2 separate regions of the Ovis aries genome follow, and region 1 is linked to region 2. A link is a contact called in public Hi-C data. All regions are on one chromosome and are shown on one strand. The core of a region is the stretch at or near the end of the contact, and the rest is flanking DNA. Distances in the headings are between cores, read along the strand shown. Region 1 overlaps KANSL1 (KAT8 regulatory NSL complex subunit 1). Region 2 overlaps MAPT (microtubule associated protein tau).

Evidence for each region. A called contact is a pair of places that touch in the nucleus more often than the background predicts.
Region 1: a Hi-C map of liver shows a contact between it and region 2, with 3 times the contacts expected there. The contact joins two enhancer-like sites. A contact is called at or near these places in 5 of 16 Hi-C or Micro-C datasets (blood, hypothalamus, liver and 2 more).

What each region holds. Positions count from the first base shown.
Region 1 is chr11:45,907,399-45,910,198 of ARS-UI_Ramb_v3.0, forward strand. The region is part of intron 2 of KANSL1 (KAT8 regulatory NSL complex subunit 1); the gene reads right to left. Among named protein-coding and RNA genes, the nearest start is that of KANSL1, 6.8 kb to the right of the region's middle. Within about 2 kb of position 1,538, at least 2 of the 54 cell types and tissues checked have an H3K27ac peak or open chromatin away from gene starts, as enhancers often do. A contact at or near this core is called in liver, where this site is marked.
Region 2 is chr11:45,741,616-45,744,315 of ARS-UI_Ramb_v3.0, forward strand. MAPT (microtubule associated protein tau) reads left to right here. Exons shown (of 9, transcript XM_042256134.2): 9 at 616-2,700. The coding sequence ends at 831. Among named protein-coding and RNA genes, the nearest start is that of MAPT, 120 kb to the left of the region's middle. Within about 2 kb of position 1,361, at least 23 of the 54 cell types and tissues checked have an H3K27ac peak or open chromatin away from gene starts, as enhancers often do. A contact at or near this core is called in liver, where this site is marked.

The sequences.
Region 1 (2,800 bases), core at 288-2,787, 170 kb after region 2:
GTGTTTGTAAAGAGCGAGAGACTTGAGTGTGTTTAGAAGCTGATGGACAAGAGCCAACAGGGGATGGGAGGGTAAAAATAGGTTGGGAAAAGGGACAAATGACAGACAGAGGTCTCTATGAGGAGGAAAAAATAGCTCGAGAGACCAGAGAGGTGGCCTAGTATGAGAAGAAACAAAGACAGGGGTAGGGTGGGCCCAAGAAGGGTCTCTTCCCCACAGGCTCTGTGGAAAAAGGTTTTCTCTGTAAGCAAGGGAGCTGCCTAACTTCTGAAGAACCCTCCACAATAAGATGCTTTTAGAATTGTAGCATTATATGCGTTGATTCTTTTACTCCTGTTTTCACTCTTATCCAACTGTCTCATTAAACTATGATCTAGGTGGCAAACAGGTCACAAGATGATTTCGAAGCAAGAAAAAAATCTAGCAAAAACTAAAATCACTAGATTGTTCAGAACCAAAATATAATTCTTTAAAAAGATAGTATTTTTCTATTTCTTCAAGTCAAGTATGTAAATATATTCTCTGAGCTTCCAGAACTTACGATGGCTACCCCCTTTGTCCTCAATGCCCAGAGCTGCTCTCCTGCTCACGACTTTCTCTCCCCGGCTCTGCCTCGGCATGGTCAGCACCCTCTCTGGCCTAGTCAAATGGCCCTTCCTCCCCCAGTCCAAACAATTACCCAACACGTCCTCTCAGGACAGGTAGACAGGAGAAGGAATTGGGGAACTAGCCTCTGATGACAATTAACAGAGCAATTCCATAGCACGTATTTATCAAAAGTAGTCCCAGACCACCGTAAAAAGCTGAGGAAAGTAATGGACTCTTCCTCTCCATAAAATGCACACAAGCAAAATCACACAATTGCATTAGATGCTCAAAAAGCCGTCACTTTTCACGTATTTTATCCATAGAATACTTGGTTGGATAAATACTGGAGCAAGATGGCTCACTCTAGCCATCATCAAAGGTCTATTCACCTTCCCTGGCAAATAATTTATACAAGTTTAGTTTGCTGATATCCTAACCTCCCAGAGAAAGAAGGCATTAAAATAGAGGGGAGAGCTGCTGGAGGCTGGAGCAAGGCCAGTAACAGCCGGATACTAAGGTAGGCGATCAAGAAAGTAGATTAATCAGACAAAAGAGTATGAAGACTGGCCCAAGAGTATGAAATATATGCACACACTACTCCATGAATACAGTTTACCTTACGACCTGCAAAGACACATTATATCTCAGCACAGTACAGTTAGGACGTACATAGGGAAAATCTTCTGTAATTCTGAATTATTATTTAAAATAAAATTTTGTACAGGGTGCTTTCTTAAGGAGGCAGAAAAGCATGTAATATCTATTAGAAAAATTTTCAAAACTTTCACAGTATTAATATGAGTTTCATGAGAGGAAACCATCAAACAAAAGGGTGTAACTGGCCTGCAGAGAAAGATTTTGAAACAAAATAGTAGCCAGACCATCATGTGTCTATACGCTGTGTCACAAAGGTTGAACTTTACCCTCAAGACAAACAGGAGGGGAATGGAAGCAGAGGGCGGGCCATATCAACTGGGCCACAGGAGGAACTTCCTCAAGGTCCTGCTCTCGCTGGAATGACCCATACTGTCCATTCCCAAAAGAAGTCAAATGGTGGAGGATAACCATGCCTGTTTCTTCAAATATGGCATCTGATTGAATATAAAACGTCTCTCCATTCACACAGACAAGGAGGTGTTCATTTGAGACAGGTACCTGGGCCTAATTCTTACGCAGTAAGGAAATCCCAAGGTTTCATCAATTTTCACAAAGGATGAGACACGCAGAGCAGACTGTAATCTTGACCTTAATCTTTCAAATCGGAATTTTACTGATAGCTAAACAAAAAGAATATTACCACCTTCTAAAGTGTCAATTTTATATAAATCTAAAGTCTCAACAACAAAAATCTAGATATTAAAGACAAATAAGATAAACAAGGTCCTACTCTATAGCACAGGGAACTATATATCCAATACCCTGCAATAAATATTAATTGAAAAAAATCTGAAAGTGATTCAGTTATGTATCACTTTGCTATACACCAGAAACAACCTTGTAAATAATTATACTTCAATAAAAATAAATAAAAGGACAAATATATGAGACACCTAAAGAAACAATCTACTTCTTTAAATCATGTGACCAATTTGCACCCAAATTTTCATTTCCTATGTATAAGTACTGGAGGTCTGCTACCCTTGATGAATAACATTAATCTATGGGGCTGTCAAGGCTAAAGGATGCTGTTATGAGTTGAATGGTGTTCTCCAACCCTCAAGAAGATATTTTGGACTCCTAACTCTGCGTACCTCAGAATGTGACCACAATTGGAGAAAGAGTCTTTACAGAGATAACCAAGTTAAAATGAGGTGATTAGAATGTGCCCTAATCCAATATGACTGCTGTCCTTTTAAAAAGGAGAATTTTTGAACAAAAGAGATACATACACAGAGAGAACTTAGTGCACAGACTGCAGTTATGCGGCTAAAAGCCAAAGATGTACCAGATGCTAGAGTAAAGGCCTGGAAGACATCCTGCCCAAGGGCCCTCGGATGGAGAATGCCCCTGCCCTCAGACTTCTAGCCTGCAGAGCTCAGAGACAATACATGTCTGTTGTTTAAGCCACTTACTTCGTGCCACTTTGTTATGGCAGCCCTAGCAAACAGATGTCATGAAGAAAATTAGTAGCTCATGTTTACTGAGCACATACCAAGTGTTATTCTAAGCACTTCGCATCAACAAACTCATTTAGTTGTTACAAAATCCACCC
Region 2 (2,700 bases), core at 111-2,610:
ACACTTTCATCTGCAGTCTGGCAAAGTGCATGTGCACATCCACGCGAAATGCACATGCCTTTTGACCTACTAGCAATCCCACTTCTAGGAGACACAGTACATATGTGAAATGATGTGAGTACAAGGTTATTCAGCATTTTTCACACAGCATTGTCTGTGAGAGCAAAGGTTGGAACAGCCTAAATATCTACCCGCAGGGGAGTAGATACATTTTGGTATATTTGCTGCCATGGGAAAGCACACAGCCTCAACAAGCAGTGCAACGCAAGGTAGAGTGCAAAGCATGTGGATACTGGTGCCATATGTAGTATGTACCTGTGTATGTATATGTATTTATACATATATGCCTGTATGTACATGTATATGTATTTTTTCTCACACGTACATGTTTGCATGTGTGGGCTATTCCTAGAAGGGCACACAAAAAACCCACAACGGTCTCTGCTTCTGGAGAGGGGGCCTGGGGGGCTGGCTGGCAGGTGACTAGCATGGTGCAGCTTAGTTGTTGGGAAGCCATGAAGCCGTCGGCGCCACCATGGCTCCCTCCCTCCCAAGGCCAGCGGGCGGTCACCCGGCCCAGCTCTCCTCCTTAGCCTGCCTGCTCTTCTCTTACAGATCGAAACCCACAAGCTGACCTTCCGCGAGAACGCCAAAGCCAAGACCGACCATGGGGCGGAGATCGTGTACAAGTCACCCGTGGTGTCGGGGGACACGTCCCCCCGGCACCTCAGCAACGTGTCCTCCACCGGCAGCATCGACATGGTGGACTCGCCGCAGCTCGCCACCCTCGCTGACGAGGTGTCTGCCTCCCTGGCCAAGCAGGGTTTGTGATCAGGCCCCGGGGCGGTCAATAATCGTGGAGAGAAGAGAGTGGGAGAGTGTGGGAAAAAAAAGAATAATGCTCTGGCCCTTCGCCCTCTGCCCTCCCCCAGCTGCTCCTCACAGATCGGTTCATCGGTTAATCACTAACCTGCTTGTCGCTCAGCTCTGGCTCGGGGCTTCCAAATCAGTGACCGGAACAGAGCCAAGTTCAGCTTTCCAAATTGATGGGTGGGCCAGTCCTAATAAAGTATTTTTAAAAACACTCCAAAAGAGGGTCCACCCAGAATTTCCTTGGGCAGTTACTTTGATTCTTTTTTTTTCCCCTCTGAGTGGAAGAGGGAGAAGGGAGGCTCTGCAAGCTGCTTCCGGGGACTCTCCAGGCCTGGGGGGGTGCCCCATTCTGGGGGTGTCCCCGAGGCAGCAGTGGCAACAAGGGGCTTGAAACTTGGCACTTCGGTGGAGCCACAGGCGCACGAGGCGCCTTTGGAGCAGGACGGGGTGGGCGGGGCGGGCAGGGGGCGGGGCGGGAAGCGGAAGGGGCCTTGGGGGCGGGGCCTGTGAGGGGCGGGGACGCTGGGGCCTGCCTGGAGGGCCGCGGGCAGGGCACAGCCTCCGCCGCCCGCCGCAGCCTCGGACCAAGCGGCGTCCGGTTCTTGGGGCTCGGGGTCGGCGGAGGCCTACCCTCTGCGGGGAGAAGGGACGGGGCAGAAGAAAGGTGATGGGAAGGACGTCGTGTGGGTCACCTCCTTGGAAAAGACCACCGAGCGCTGGCCTCTTCCTCGCTTCTCGCAGGGTGGGTGGGGGCTCCTGAGCTGAGGGGCTTCCCTCCGCCCCCTGGAACCCCCCGTTTTGTTGAGTTCTGAAGGTGGGAACTGCAGCCGCGTTTTTGGCCACCTCACAGATCTGGAACTTAGGGCTAACCAGTTCTCTTTGTAAGGACTTGTGCCTCTTGGGAGCACCTGCCTGTTTCCAAGCCTGGGCCTCCGGTCCTAAACCTCTCCTCCTTCCCACGGCCATGCAGCCCTGCGTCTGCCCCCACCACGCCTGTGTGTCTGCCGTGCGGAGCCTGGTCACTGCCTGTCCCCTCACTACGTCACGCTGTCCCGAGTTCCCCGCCCCACCACCCACCCCTTCTCGGTAATGGACATTGTTCTGATGGGGCGACACCTGCTTTATACCAAGGGGGAAGTCAAGGAGGGCGAGGTCCGGACACCAGGAACCTCCATCTGTCTGAGTTATAGGCATCCAGCTGTGTCCCTCACGAAGGCCCCCACGACCTTACTCAGTTCCCTGCCCCCACCGCCATCACAGTCGCAAGCCAGGGTGGGGTTCGCAGTGACCCTGGATGTCCATGCCTTGTCTGGGCCCGATCCCCGTCCAGTGCCGAGCTGGCAGCAGGCTGGCCGTCCCGGATGCCTGCCATGGCCCTGGGGCAGGCGGGCAAGGCCCCGAGGGCAGGACCACGCCCCCGTTGTCCCCCACTTCTGCCCCAGCTTGTGACTGCCAGCCTCTTGGAGCCCAGCCGCTGCTCGACCCCAAGTCTGTGTCATCAGCCCTCCGCACCCCGTAAAGGGAAACGTGCCCCCTCGGAACTGGTTCTTCCCCGCCCTGTCCCAGCGGGAAGCAGGGTGGTCTGTCCTGGAGCAGCTGAACATATACATAGATGTCGCCCTCCCCTCCCCGTCCACACCCTGTCGCCTTGTAGTCTGATTTGTCTGTTTATGCTTGGATTCACCAGAGTGACTATGATAGTGAAAAGAAAAAAAAAAAAAAAAGGACGCATGTATCTTGAAATGCTTGTAAAGAGGTTTCTAACCCGCCCTCGTGGGAGTCCTAGGTGTCTCTCACCCCACAGCGGGGACTCAGATCCAGAAGGCC